Regions from separate parts of the Mus musculus genome. Here region 2 is linked to region 1. The links are chromatin contacts, called in public HiChIP or PLAC-seq maps. All regions are on one chromosome and are shown on one strand. The core of a region is the stretch at or near the end of the contact, and the rest is flanking DNA. Distances in the headings are between cores, read along the strand shown. Region 1 overlaps Tmem108 (transmembrane protein 108). Region 2 overlaps Tmem108 (transmembrane protein 108).

The links. HiChIP or PLAC-seq counts read pairs in DNA pulled down with a chosen protein or histone mark.
Region 2: an H3K4me3 HiChIP or PLAC-seq map of the SCID.adh cell line shows a contact between it and region 1, with 11 read pairs. The contact joins two enhancer-like sites. A contact is called at or near these places in 1 of 39 promoter capture datasets (hippocampal neurons), 2 of 15 datasets of contacts at CTCF or cohesin (large pre-B cells and pro-B cells), 33 of 484 Hi-C or Micro-C datasets (B cells, DN3 thymocytes, the HL-1 cell line and 18 more), 7 of 115 datasets of contacts at active chromatin or transcription factors (the SCID.adh cell line, embryonic stem cells, extraembryonic endoderm stem cells and 4 more) and 1 of 9 other capture datasets (adipose tissue).

The regions. Positions count from the first base shown.
Region 1 is chr9:103,626,487-103,634,305 of GRCm38.p6, forward strand. The region is part of intron 2 of Tmem108 (transmembrane protein 108); the gene reads right to left. Among named protein-coding and RNA genes, the nearest start is that of Gm32682, 57 kb to the left of the region's middle. Within about 2 kb of position 2,880, at least 13 of the 459 cell types and tissues checked have an H3K27ac peak or open chromatin away from gene starts, as enhancers often do. A contact at or near this core is called in the SCID.adh cell line, where this site is marked.
Region 2 is chr9:103,705,424-103,713,242 of GRCm38.p6, forward strand. The region is part of intron 2 of Tmem108 (transmembrane protein 108); the gene reads right to left. Among named protein-coding and RNA genes, the nearest start is that of Gm46129, 12 kb to the right of the region's middle. Within about 2 kb of position 3,273, at least 55 of the 459 cell types and tissues checked have an H3K27ac peak or open chromatin away from gene starts, as enhancers often do. A contact at or near this core is called in the SCID.adh cell line, where this site is marked.

The DNA of each region.
Region 1 (7,819 bases), core at 1,630-4,129:
ATTCAAGCATTTTCCAATCTGTTTCTGTATTTCTTTTGGAGGGGGCATCATACCAAAAACGGATCCTATGGGGTAGGTAACGCCCTGAGGTTCCTTGCTTGCTATGAAAGGCAAGAAGTCTTAAAGACAAGAAGGCTATACTGCAAAATGAGAGGATGAAATGGGAGCCGAAAGAAAGAAAGAAAGAAGTACATGTTTGTTTCTCCTCAAACAAGAGGATGCTGCTTGTCATGAAGGCTAAATATTATGCACTGCTTGGACATCTACAGGGCCTAAGTGCAGCTCCTTTCCTGTCTCTGCACCATGGGTAAGGCCTGATGGTCAAGCAGCTTGCTTACTAACAGGAACAGGCACACAGTTCCTCTATTACCAGTGGGGATATTTCCTCAGGCATCATGGGAGCCAGGGGCATCCTAGCCTCTTAGCATCTGGGAGCACAAACGCAGCCTCTGGGAGCACCTGCTGTTCATCTGTTTTCATGTATGATTCCCATGAGGTCCTGCATCACGTGCTGCGCTTCTACCCCAGGCTCTAAGCCAATGGGACTAAGCAGCTGCAGGGTTTGCCATCTACCTAGGATCAGTGTCATGGCTTTGGCCACCAACACACCTGTAACCTTCCCCTGCACTGGGGCAAGATGCAGGTGATTTCATTATTGAAGGCATTTTTATAAGGACCTCAGTAGATACTGATGGACCAGGTATCATTGACAGCTACTTAGTCTGACCCCGTCCTTCTGAGCTTCCATGATACTTCAGGGCCATGAGACCTGAAAGCGTTATTTACCAGGGACCTTTCTATCAGGATTCTGTTGGAGTCTCACAACTGGGGACATCTCCATGACTTAGGAAAGCTGCAACAGAGCAAAGACATTATTCTCCTGTAGCAGCTGAGGAAAGTCCAAGTCAAGACAAGGAAGGCTTAGCTCAGGCTCCTTTGAGCCCACCAGAGACCTGGAGGCGTGGCTGCTAGTGGCCCCTCCTCTACAGCGCTTCAATGCCCTGCTTTCTAAAACACTCTATGGTAGATACTTCTGTGTCCTGGTTCAGGCTTTCTTTCCTTTTCATCTCAGCCCTAACCACACAGTTCCACGTGAGCTTTAGCTCCCACTGGGCCTACAGCTGTCTACCTCAAGTGTGAACTACACATTTTCACTCTGGGTTTTAAGATTCCTCTAAAGCTGCAGGAGCCACGAGAGTTAAGCAGGCTTACATGTGCTGCTGAGAGACACATGAGGGTAATATCTCTGGGGCATTACTTGGCAGGTCAACCCTCCTACCCGCTATAATTTGTGAAGACAAAGCTAGGAGGTACCTCATGCTTCCCAGCAGATCCCGACAGAAGACAACTTCTACCTCTCCGATACAACTTCAGTAACGTATCTTTCTGTTGGCTGCTCCTCTTGCTCATTCTCTTGCTGTTCTCTGGGCTCACCTTCCAAATAAGTCCTTTGCCCCTTAATCCTGGCCTCAGGCTCTGCATTGAAAGGATCTAAATGAAGACAGAGGCCTTCCTGACCTCCCTCCCTCAGCTCTCCACAGGGTAGAGAAGTTCCATAAATTAATATGTCTCCTATCTGAAGAAGTTTCTGATTTTTCTGACCAAGTCATAACCAGTGTAGTTATGCATTAGTAGTCCATGCTGGATCACTGTAACTGTATTATCTGTATGTATGTGTATATATATATACATACATACATATCATATGTATATACATGCACACATATGCATGTATGTATATAAAATGTGTATATGTATGTGTGTATGTATGTATGCATGAGTGTGTGTGTATGTATGTATGTGTGTACATATACATATACATATATCTATCTATATAGTGTGTGTGTGCGCACACTCATGCATACATATGTATGTGTTCTGGATTAACAAGCATGATTTCATTATTTTATTTCTGCTAGGACGCATATATTGGTTTCGATGGAAGACATTACTAGCTGATTTTGCACTACCCATTCTCCAAATTTCACCTACAAACAAAATCCAAATCTTGATTAATCGGGAAGTATATTTGATCCAAATGTCAACTTATTAGTTCCTCCCTTCAGTAGAGAAGACACACGTCCGTCCACTGGGTCTCTCTAGGTAAATTTCAGTCACCTTGTGCTTTCCTCTTTCTGCTTACAACAATCAAATGGTGATAAACTCACCACCCTGCAGTGACAGGGATGCCAGGACCTGGGTCAGAGGAGGCTGCTGGGCCTCCCCAGGGTCCTGGGCCCCAGATCCGCTGCAGGAGTTCTGAATGCTGGTCTCCATCCACACTTCTCACTCGGGGAGGGTACACGCTTATTTTGTAAACCTGTCACTTGTCTGGAACACCACTGAGCGACATCCCCTCTCTGACACTCACAGCATTGATAGCTCTAACTTTAGAATGACTTGCTTTGAATGGATTCCCAGAAGGAAACTGCCACATCACAAAAAAAGGGAGTAAACATATGTTAATTTATGATCCATGCGGCTAAATTACTTTCCAAAAGAGACACATCAATCTATGCAGCCATGGCCTTTTCTGAAGCCTCGCATCGTGGACAGGAACCGTTTTTGTGTTTTCTAATTATCTTGCTAGCTGGTTTCCATTTTGATTAGTAATTTAATACACAGTAAGTTCCAAGCACATAGGCCACGGGGTGATAAAAGGCTCTGTGGGAATCCTACTCAAATGAACGCTGTCTTCTGACCACTGAGAAAAGAAACGCACACCTACTGGGATTGCATCAAGAATCAACAATCAAGACAGCCACTATTGTCTCCTGCAAGAACTGAACTGTCATCCTCACTAAACACTAGGGAAACAGAGAGAGGGGAGGACAGCAAACAGTGAGAAGATAATCTGTCAAAGGAGAGAGATTAGGCCAATAACCAACCAGCTGCCAACGTAGCTGCTGGACCCTCGAGAGGCAGAAGGAACAAAGGAGACATTCCTTTACCACTGCAATCAGGGAGCAAAGGACAGCATGGGTCATTTCCATCTGCCAACTCCAGAGCTACTGTGGTCTGTGAGAGAACGCCCTAGAGAAAGAAACTAAAGCAATGAAAGTGGAGAGAGGACTACTGGGCAACAGGTATGTTTGTCATGGTCAGCCATGCACTGTGTCTGTGGTTTAAAGCTCGGTCTCATCTTGTAACTGTGATCCTTTCTCCTCTTAGCTGACAGTTCTGAGGCCTTCCACTGACTCATCCCATACTGCAAGTATCATGGAAGAGATTCCTGAAGCACCATTAATTCCTGAAGAAATTCCTGCTAAGAAACATACCAGCTAGGTATTACACATCTGTAATCCTAGTATTTGAAGAGTGGACACACAGGAGGGCTGCTCCGAGTTTGAGGCCAACTTAGTCTATAGAGTGAATTCTAGGCCAGTCAAGGTTATAATGAGACTCCGTGTCAAACCATCAGAGACACAGAGTGCTCTGCTGGTGAGAAGAGGAAGGGCTTTGTCCTGATGGGTTGACAGAGTCCTAGGTGAAGAAGACAGCTGTGCTGAATCCCATACATCAGGTAGTGTGTATGCTAGTAAGGGATGCTCAGAAGAGAACCCGTAACTGGAGTGGAAAAAGAGTAGGCTGCAAAAATGAGGTTTTGAATTTTGTTCCAAGTCTTCCTCCTAGAGTGACAGAATTACACAGATCACTTAATTTTTGTCAGCCTCAGTTTTGTTTAGCTGTAAAAGTGTGCTTACTATCATTGTTCAGGGACCACTCACGGCAAGTATTGAATTAAGTAACCCACGTGGGGACATCTTATTAATTACAAAGAGGTAACTGTAATTGGTTTTCTTATTACGATTGCTTTGGTTGCTATTCCGTGCACATCATAAAAGATTTAAACGTTCAAATTTGTTCTTTACAGATTTAAGATCATATGTGAATTACACAGTTGATCAATAGTTTAAAAGACCTCCCTTATACTTTCTCTCTCTCTCTCTCTGCCTCTGCCTCTGCCTCTGCCTCTCCCTCTCTCCCTCTCTCCCTCTCTCTGCTCCTTCACTCTCTCAAACATTTTGTGTCCTGGGGTCAGATACTATATCTTACTATATCAGAGTATACTGCATTCAGGTGCGTAGCACCCATACAAGCCCCATAACCCAACACCAAGTGCTTACTATCTTGGCTATATTGAATAGGATTCGAGAAGATATAATTTCATGATGACAAGTTTGTAACTCGAACACAGGTTTCTTTTTTCTTTTTCTTTTTGGGATTGTTATTTTAATCATATTTTCCCCTTTTCCTTTCCCCACTGCAAACCCTCCTATACATCTCTCCTGCTTTTCTATAAATTCTTGGTCTGTCTGTCTGTCTCTCTCTCTATATATATACACACACACACATACATACATACACACATATACACACACACACACATATATATATATACATATATATGTAATGTATATATGTATATGTATACACACATATGCAATAATAACTGCTAGATATAACCTGTTAAATCCATATAACGTTACTTGTGTGCGTGTTCAGGGCTGGCCGTTTGCAGAGGACACTGATTCTCGTGTTCTTCCCTGAGGCCCCTTCTCCGGGCCAGCTTTACTCCGTCGCCTGGGGTTCCTTGAGTAGGACTGAGGCCTTGTGGGCTTCTCCCCATCGAGTTTGCTGTGTGCTCCTTGTTGAGCTCACGGCTGAGCAGTCACTGCTGAGCTTTGATGAGTTAGCTGGAGTACATCCATCTTGTTATCCCTGACTAGCTTCCGAATAAATGAGACTCAGACTATGGTGATCTTATTTGGCTTTGACAATTACTGTATGGGGTAACCCCTAATCTACTCTTCTAACTGCTGGCCTGGCGGTGGACCCCAGATACTTACTTTATCTCCTGGGCACCAGCTCATTGTCCATCTCCTTTCATGGCGGCTTCCTCTCTCTATCTTTCTTCCTCTTCCTCCTCCTCCTCCTCCTCCTCCTCCTCCTCCTCTTCCTCCTCCTCCATCTCTCTCCTCCAACCAGGTCACTCCAAACCCACCTCCCGCTAATCCCTCCAATAACTGGCTATAGCCAATTTTATTTAACCAATAGCTTTAAATTAAAAAAAAAAAAAAAAGCAAAGTTTGTTCAACAAAAGCTTGCAAACATGAAAACTCACTTGCAGGCCTAGACCTTTGAATATAAACTCTAACATTACAATACAGAGAGCAGCAGATCAAACCTCAACATTAGCTTCTGATGCTAAGAGAAGACACACTCTCACAGTGAGGCCCCTGACCCTCTGGCTCTCGCAATCTTTCTGGTTCCTGGAAGCAGGTGTATTAACCTAAGACAACTGCTCCCCAAGAGGAAGACAGCTGGCTCCAACTATGGTGTCTTTCACTCAGCTGATCAGACTCTGAGCCAGAAGGAATGGACAAACCTGGGGAAAACAAATTAGTTTCTCTGGTTGACTGAAAAAGAAAAAATTAAATCACAGGATTTCCTTCTTGTTGTTGAAAAATTTAGACATTAAGGAACCTGTTGGAATGGGTCTGATCACTACAGATGACGTTCGATTTGGAAAATTAAGATTAATAAATATAGAAACTTCAGCAAAATTGTCATAAATACATTATAAAACTTCAAGCAAGTGTCCAGTGAGATCACTTATTCATTCATTCATGTGTAAAGAGGAGGGGTTATATTAGAAGTTGGTATGATTCAAAAACCACTATTCCTATGCCTCCTAAGCATTTGTATTTCATAAAATATGGAATTAAATTTTATAAATGAGTCCATCTAATATTTATACTTTACCACTATACACTTTAATAATAATAAACTCAATTTTATGTAAAAGCATGTTTGGAAAAACATGCCCATCTCATTTCTTCTGGCTAGTCAGTACCAAGCCTGATTATATTTTTGGACCCCATCACTCACCTATCTGGGTGCCTTTCTACAGCTGCAGGTGACAAAGGGAAATTCAGATTTATTGAGTAATGATGAGCTGGTGACATGCCAGATGCCATGTTTCTTTGCTGTCTTCACATCACCCTCATAAAGCAAGCAGCTGTGGCTCTGCTCTTTTGGAGGGCTCAGAAAGTCTAGGTGAGTCCCATTCATAAGGCCACTTGTGGGGGGACCGTGATTCCAAATCATGACCTTGGCTGCCAACCTCACTGTCCTCTGCTGAGACATGCCAGGTCAAAGGCATGCCTGTTCTCCCAAACACTGCTCCTGCAAATGCAAGCCTGCACCACCAGCACTCACACAAGTTCTAGAGAAGAGAAGTACTGTAAGTGGGGTGGCAGTGCTGGGTGGCGAACATCATCCCTGCACTCACACACAGGAGCTCTGGGTTTGAGGCCAGCCTGGTCTACAGATCCAGTTCAGGATGGCCAGGGTTCTCTACACAAAGAAACCCTGTCTTGAATACACACACACACACACACACACACACACACACACACACAAAGAGGCAACTCTTCAAAAGCCTTTTACACTTTGATTTAGAGAAAGTTTACCTCTTCTTTAGCCTCCCACACTGGAGATTAGGCCTATATATTGGTATTTCCTTTGCCACAGAAGGGAAACACTGCTTTATAGAGCAACACTCAAATCCTTTGTAGAACCTCTCCCAGGTTCTAGAGTGTGTTACCACTGAGACCATACAACACTTGTGGCATGAATTTCTCATAGTTTTCTCCTTATATCTGAAGATAATGGTTTCTCTTTCTATAAACACAATAGATATCTATCTATCTATTGGTTTTTTGAGATAGGGTTTTTCTGTGTAGACCTGGCTGTCCTCCAACTCAGAAATCTAACTGCCTCTGCCTCCCAAATGTTGGGATTAAAGGCATGCGCCACCAGTGCCCAGCAGTAATTTTATTTATTTACATTTCAAATGTTATCCCCCTTTCCAGTTTCCCCTCCACAAGCCCCCTATCCCATCCTCCCTCCTCCCTGCCTTTATGAGGGTGCTCCCCCACCTGCCCACCCACTCCTGACTCAGCGGCCCTAGTGTTCCTCTAAACTGGGTCATCAAGCCTTCACAGGACCAAGGGGCTCCCCTCCCAGTGATGCCAGATAAGGCCATCCTCTGCTACATATCCAGCTAGAGCCATGGGAACCCCCTGTGTACTCTCTGGTTGGTGGTTTAGTCCCTAGGAGTTTTGGGGGTCTGGTTGGTTGATACTGTTGTTCTTCCTATGAGGTTGCAAACCCCTTCAGGTCCTACAGTCCTTGCCCTAACTTCCCCACTGGAGTCTCTGTGCTCAGTTCATTGTTTGACTGTGTACATCCGCATCTGTATCGGTCAGGCTCTGGCAGAGTCTCTCAGGGGACAGCTATACTGGGCTCTTGTCAAGAAGCACTTCTTGGCATCAACAGTAGTGTCTGGGTTTGGTGCCAGCAGATGTGATGGATCTCTAGGTGGGGCAGTCTCTGGATGGCTTTTCCTTCAGTTTCTGCTCCACTCTTTGTCCCTGCATTTCCTTTTAAGAGGAGGAATTCTGGAGTAATATTTTTGAGGTGGGTGGCCCCATCCCTCAACTGTGGGCCATGCCTAACCACTGGATATGGTCTCTACAGGTTCTAGCTCCCCTTTGTTGGGCATTTTGGCTAAAGTCCTCCCTCCATGTTGGGTCCCTGGCATCTGACTCTCCAAGGTTGGATTGGTTCTCCAAGGATCTGGGGTGACAGCTCAGTGGGTAAAGCACATGCAAGCTTGTGCTAGGATGACCTTAGTTAGGATCCCCAAAATCCATACAAGGTTCCAGATGCAGCAGTGCACACTTGTGTAATCCCAGCACACCTTACTGGGAAAAGGGAGGCAGAGTTAGGAGGCTGCCCAGAAGTCTGAAGG
Region 2 (7,819 bases), core at 2,023-4,522, 79 kb after region 1:
TCACACCATCAGATGCGGATGATCCAGCAACTGAGCATTGCTTCAGTCCCCTGGGGGTACCGACCAGTTCCCAATCCAGAAAACATCCCAAGCACGCCTATCAATGGATGTGTAACTGATGGATGGACAGCAGCAGAGGCTATAATCCTCAGAAAATAAACCAGCGCAGTTGAGGGTGGAAACAAGGCCCATGGTGGGCAGACTGGGGAGAAACACTTCCCTTCAAATATGTAGGGCTTTTTCCTTGTTGTCATGGTATCTGCTTGGTCTCAGAAGTTGTAGCTACATTCTCAAACAGCGACTATTCCTGGTGACCACTTCCCTTCCCAACCTCATCCCTACATCATCTTAGATGGCACAGGGTTTTTTTTTTTGTTTGTTTGTTTTTTATTTTTTTAAGATTCATTTTATATCTTTAACAACTATGAGCACGCATGGATTTGTGAGTGCAGGTGACTGTGGAGGTCAGAAGAGGGCGGTAGAGTGCAGTCCCTGGAGCTGGAGTTACGGGTGAGTGGATGTGAGTGGATGTGAGTGGCCCCACATGGGTGCTAGGAACCAAACTTGTGCCCTCTGTGAGAGCAGTGAAGGTCTTAGTCTCTGAGTCACCTCTTAAGCCCCATAGAGTGTGATATTCCATTATGATATCTTGGCCTCTTCAGGTTCTTCCTTCTCAGGAACTTCTTTACATGGCTATCTGATTGGAAGGAAGAAAAAGACAGGAAGAAAAACAATCCAGACAAACTAGTTAAGCATGGTTAAAAAAATAAAAGAAAGAAATTACGGCAGAAGATAAAATACAGAAGGCATGATTAATTAGTGGGTGTCAGGGGTCTATAAAGTTCCTGTCTCCACTTACCAATCCTGAAAAGAAAACCTATAATAAGTACAAACTGCAATTGCCAAAGACTACATGTGCACATTTGTAGGTGTGTGCATGCATATTCAGGCACTCCTGTGCACACGTGCATGTGCATGCGTGCACACAGAGGCACACACACAAGTTGAAGTTCTATCAGAACAAAGCATTCCTGTGATCATTAGGCAGAAGTTGCAGTTCCTGCCAAGTGCAACAACACTATCCATCATAATTTATTAAAATTTCAATTATTAAGAACATAAGGCCCACCAAACAATGTCTACAGCACAGATTTAATTATTTGTGCACTATGAATCCACTCGAGGGCAGCCTTTCTAACTTTATTTCCCTACAATTCTTCAATTTCTTGGAAATTAAAAACATCTTACAATGACAAAAATAAATGCCTTCACAGAGACTCTGGACAGAAGTTAGCAAACAAATATTTACTGTGCCTAAGAGCAGAGCATAAAGCCTCCAAGGGTCATGCTTGTCTCTCACATCTGTCCTATCCTTAAAGATGGCGTCAGCCTGTCACTCCAGAGATTCAGGCCACCTCAGTTTTGATGAAGATGTTACAATATCACATGTCTAGCCCTAACAAGAATGTATCTTCAAAGACCCCTGCCCCACCAACTCTTCCTCATTTAATAGGAATCCAATGGGAAATTCCAAGACTTGCCAAGATCAGACAGCTCTCTTGGTCTAGTAAGAGCTAGCACTTTCCTACCTAGATGCTCAACCAACGTGCTTTCCTCTGTTCTGCTCTGTCTGTGAGGTCCAGGTGGAGTCAGTCAGGTTTGAGAGTCTGTGATCTGCCCCCATGACATAGCAAGGTTGTGTTCAGAGACAAAGTTCCTGTCAATCATCAGCCCTTAGGAGGGTCAAGCAGAATATAAAAGCTATATGGCCTCCTTAGGCCACTTTCCCCAGACTTCAAATTTCCCTTCACTAACAAGGAAAGCATGCCCTCCACCCATCCACTCTTGCGAAACAGCCGAGCCTTAGAAACTATAGCTGTTTGCTGACAGAGTTCTGGAGGAGCCTTCCAAGCCTAAAGTGCTCACAGGAGCTCTCCTAAACACCTTACTAAATCAGGACCCATCACTCTTTTGGCAAGCAATGTGACGTTGAGGTCTCGCTGGCAATATAATCCCCACCCTTTCACAGCTGGGCTCTGCATAAGGAGTGGAGAGACCTTCAGATCCGAGTCTCCTGCTACATACTGTCCCTGTAATGTATGGGCCTGACTGAAATCTGACCATCACAGACTCACTCGCCATTGGTGCTCTGTCCTGGTGGTAACCTCGGATCTCTTTTGGGCACTCCTGTGAGAGTTATTAGTTCTTAGTTTATTCTGTCAGTTAAACACAGGATTGCTCTATATGGTCCAGGCTAAACTCCAACCTGCAATGCCTCTGTCTTCACCTCTCAAGTGCTGAGATTAGGATTAGAGCCCTGTGTACCATCACATCCTGCTAGAAACATCACCTGATCTTATACACTCATGGCGGCCCTGTCTGAATGCTGACACTAGGTCACTCTACACAACTCAGAGAAAGATAAAATATGATTCCTGGAACTGCAAAAAAAAAAAAAAAGTCAATATATACATTAAGGTTTTCTGGCAAAGTAGGAAAGAAATACTCAGTATTGGGGGTTGGGAGGGAAGAGTTTAATTCCTCAGGGATGGCTCTCCAGATTCAAATCACATGGAATGTGGGACACCTGTAAACACTCCAGAAGCAAGAGCCTCTCCAGGGGTCTATTTTTCTAAGCACTCTACTGCTGTAAAGCTCTCAGTGCCTCTTCATACCTACAGAATAAAACACACAGCTCCTAGGCAGGCAGGCTTGTGATTTTAGCCATCAGTTCAACACTATTTAAATAAGACTGCCCACAGTCCACACTGCATTAGCCATTGACTTAGTGTGAAATAAATCAGGCCACAGTTTTGTGACTTTAAAGAATAAACCCTGACTGTGTGACCCAGAGGCTCTGGCGGAGGGAGCTGAGGGCGGTTGAAATGAGTGGTTCCAGCTCAGGGTCTCCAGTGGGTCTCCCATGCTGTACAGAGCTGCAGCTGTCCAAAGGTAGGCCTCTGCTTTGAAAAAAATTTCCAAGAATTCCCTGAGAGGATATGTCAGTGTCTTCAAGACAAGTAGTAATGCCTGCTGTGAACCAGTTACAATTATATAGCATGGTTTCTGCACTGCTCTACTGGCCAAGAAGGTCAATGCTACTCAGCAGGGGAGGACTCTAGAAAAGGGTGTGGCCACCAAGAGGTGGGGTTCTGAGCGCCCACACTGATGCTTGTAGTTCTGCCATGTTGCTTTCTTAGTAGGTGTGCCTCTCCTCTCCCCAGCGTGAGAGCTGTCGAGAGTGGCCTCAGTCCCTGCTGCTGCAGCACTGGAATTTGGTTTCCTCCAAGCCTTGGTCTTAGCTCTCACATCTGTACCACAGCTACTCTAGTCCTGACCACAAGACGTCACTGTGAGAACCAGACGAAACCCCGTAAAGGGAAGTACTTCGTACGTTGTGATTCCGTAAACGACTTCGCAGGAAGAACACCTGTTCTCCTGCATGAATGTTTATGAAGCTGTGTGGATGGAGAGCCCAAGCTTTTCAGTCTGGTCTCTGACTACACCGGGTGTATCCTTATGCGTCCTTTGCAAATTCCACATTGGTTTACCCGGCCGGCAGTCACCCCTGAAGGGCAGACTCTTCAGAACACTGAGAATAGACAGTAAAGATTTGACTAATGGAATGCCCAGCCTTCAGAAGCAACTTCACCTTCAACTCCTCCCCAGAGAAAGAACTCCCCTGACGCCCACACTGTCCATGAACAACACACACAGAGAAGGCTGACTTCTTTCTCATGTACCCAAAGCACCTGAAGTTCGTGGCAGAGAAAACAGATTAATATTCTCAAAAGTTCTTAAGTACTAAAAGCCAAAGGCTCTAGTCTAAATGATTTTTTTTTTAAACAAATGCCTGCCTGCCCAGCTTTTTCTTCTACCTAAGAAGAAAACATTTGTTTTCTTAGGTAACTGTGTAAAACAGTTAAAACACTCTGTGTAAAACACAGAGTAACTGTGTAAAAACAGACTTCTTAATGTTTTAATATTTATTTATTGAGTTGGGGTTCACACATGCTATGGTACATGGAGGTCATAGGACAACATCCAAGGCTCAGTTCTCTCTTTCTACCATGTGGGTCTTGGGGATCAAACTTGTGTTGCACCCTTGGCCACAGGTACTACCCACGGAGCCATCTCATTGGCCAATGATGCTAAAATTCAAAACATACACACACACACACACACACACACACTTGTGTGTTCTGTTAAGTCAACTACTTAATACAGATGCAGCTGTAAAGGACCTTTGTAGACAGTTAAAGCTAAGAATGAGTTGATGTTTGAGACAGTAACATTGTCAGGGGTGTGTGTGTCCCAACACCATTATCTGAGTCCTAAAAGCAAAATTACAGATGCATGAAGGGAGGGAATCCAGGAGGCGGCAGCAGGAGGAGAGCGGGTGAGACTAAAAGCATGACAGGAACTTAGCCTACCACTGCAGGCTGGGCAGATGGAGGAGGGAAAGCAATCCAAGGAATGTGGGCAGCTTCGAGAGGAGAATGACCCTGCTGACAGCTGGCAGGAAATGAGAATCTGGGTGTCCCAAACACAAGACACCAGATGCCTCCTGCCCATCTGGTGGATCTGTAAGTATGCCTTCACTTCACCCTAGTGAAATCTGCCCATTTGTACCAAGAAGTATGAATACAGCCATCAGCATAGAATGGGATGTGTGTCTGTGAGTGCAGGCAGGAGTAGGGGGAGAAAGAGAACAAGAGACACAGAAAGAGACAGAGACACAGAGAGAAAGAGAGAGACACTGAGAGAAAGAGAGACAGAGACACAGAGACACTGAGAGAAAGAGAGATAGAGACACGGAGAGAAAGAGACACAGACAAAAGACACAGAGAGAAAGAGACACAGAGAGAAAGAGACACTGAGAGAAAGAGAGACAGAGAGACAGAGACACAGAGAGAAAGAGAGATACACAGAGAGAGACAGAGAGAAAGAGAGACAGAGAGACAGAGACAGATAGACAGACAGACAGAGAGAGACAGAAACACAGACCTACATATTTCTACATCATAAAGAAGCCTCCATTCGAAACAAGGACTGAACTGAAGAACTGGGCAAGTACCGTCTGTCTACACAATGGTTGGTGTATGGCCTTCTGAGATCATCATACCCAGGTGCTGGCCTCATGCGCCCTTTCTTCCTGTCCCCACGTGTTATCAATGCAAATGGCAGCTTCCCAGGTGACCAGAACCTGATTTCTCAGTAAGCCAGGAAGGATCACAGCTACTCATGTGATAATGTTACCTTTTCTACGCTTTTAATCGGGCCACTCCAGCCACCTCAGCCTCAGAACATTAGTCCTGAGCTCCTGACTGGATGATACTCTGCTGTCTCTGCTACTAGATTCTTAGCCTTTTATCTTTTGCTTGCTGTACCGTTAACAAACTCACTCTCTCAAAACCGGTATGACAGCTACCCACGGGTCATTCTCCAGCCATACAGAACAATATTCTAGTTAAGGTAGGCAGATTTACCCCCCACAGTATCAGTGTATGAATGAACTGATAACAATTCAACTGGACTGTTAGCATTACAACACCTGCACAAGGTTGGGCTCTGGGGGGGCGGGGGGGTTCATGAGGCCCCTCCCATTGCTGAAGAAATATAGATAAGTGGTGGATGGGGGAGGGGCTAATTACTTTCCTCAGTGGTACAGTCACTGGTCAGTTGCCCATGCTCCAGTAAATAACCTCCTACCATTGCTCAGGAAAGCAACTCTTATTAAACTCCCACCTTCACAAGTCACGAAAGTAGGAGGTAGACCTGTTGGGAAGGAGAAGGGATCTGGTGAAAGAAGATGGGGGGTGAATAGTGAACATGACTAAAATAAGTAAATAATATATATTTATTATTCCATATATATGAACATATATATGAAATTATCAAAGAATAAAATTAAAAATAAGAGTTGATTACAATTCACTGCCTTTCATTTAAAATAAGTTAATTTAATAAAGAAATAACCATAGGGTCCATTAAAGCCACAGAAACGATACAGCATGTAGACCAATGCACTGATCCATGTTTTGTCCCATTCCAATGGTGACCACCCCGAGCATCAGGGTGCTGTGTCCGAACAGATGACTGCTCAGCCAATCCTAATGACAGACTTGGCCTCCCTAATTGGCCCCGAGAAACAATGGCAAAGCTGTCATAGTGCGTAGCACAATGCCTCAGCTCTTAGAGATGATCTGGCAAGTAGCTATTCAAATGTCTATTATCAACCAGAAATGTTCTTAAAGAGTTATTGATGCTTCGATTTATTCCAAGTCAAACATCCAAACGCACGTTGAAAGCTCTGCTCTGAGCCGTAAGTCATTCAAACCCTCCTCTTTGTGTGATGCACTGTTAGCGTGGATCTATAAAAATGAACTACAGTTGCTTTAGGAGGGAAAGAAGGTTTCCTATTCAAGAGAGCAGCCCCGGCAGCAGTCTCCCCACAGAGCGTTCTTGCCCTATGAGGCGAATCACACGTGACCTCCACTAAAAAACGTTCAGTCTCCTCTTCAAACTCTGCACACTGGGAACTACCGCCATCTGTGCCCTATAACTAACTCCATCTCTCCACATTACTTCACCTCACCCCCTTTCCCCTCCAGCCCACATTTCCTACTCCCCCTTCAAATACACCCTTAGAAGATCCTCTCCACTGGGGGGGGGATGGTCTCCTCCCTCAAAGGCCTCCCCTTCTAACCCTAGGAATCCCACTTGTGAAGATCCAACATCAGGCTCTATAGCCTCTGCCTGTGTGAAAAAGTCTTGCCTTCCCTTCTGTCAATCTTACCAGCTAGACTCGCTGGCCCAGAGCCCCCTTGTCATGGCCCTGGCTTTGCTCGGCAGCTGTTCTAAGACTTGTCTTGATAATAGGACTACAGTTACCTGAAAGCAAGGAACACAGCCATCCTCCTGGCGCCCTGAGCTGATGGAATTAGCATTTCTTCATTGTGGACAACAGCCAGAAAGGGGCTGTAGGGCTGCCTTTTTATTTACTTTTATTTGGTTCCTTTTCTGGCCCAGCCACCATCTGGTCCCAAGTGACCATACCAAAGCCTATCATAATGCCACAGCTTCATGACATTTTTTAAGAGCCAGCATAAACAAACAAACAAACAAACAAGAATCAAGAAAGAAAAGAGAACAACATTCTCCGAGCCAGTTCAAATGAGCATCTGTTCTCCCAAACAAGGGCTGAGCACTGCAGCAAGCTGCCACCTCCTGTAGCCATAAGGCCAAGTTGGAGAGTTTGTTGGAGAAGACTCAGTTTACACAGTTATCACTGACGAACAAGAAATGAGACCCTCGTGTGGGATGGTAAGGTACTAAGGGACTCCCTTGGCAGCACTGAGAACTCCCTTAGGCCTGGAATGCGGAGAGTAAGCAGGTCAAGGAGACACGGGGCCCTTTCTGACAGAGAACACAGGAAGGGACCGGAGAGGAAGCAGACAAGGCGGAGTCACACACATCTCTGAGAGTGTCACTTGCAGTTAACCACCAGTGACCCTTACTAAGAGAAAGTCAAGCAGATGCAAGGTCCTAAAGCTGAATGGTCCTCCTTAAGTCTTCATTTCCATCTACAAATGGAATGAAAATATTCCGGACAGGTACAGCACCTGCCTTTGCCAGGCTGGAGATGTAGCTCCATTGGTAGAGTACTTGCCTGGAGTGCACAAAGCCCTCGGTGAGATCCCCAGCACCCCATAACTAGGCAGGGCCATGTCCATCTGTGAGCCTAATATTGAGGATGTAGAGTCTGGATGATCACAGATTTGAGACCATCCACCCCAACCAAGTTCGATTTAAAAGA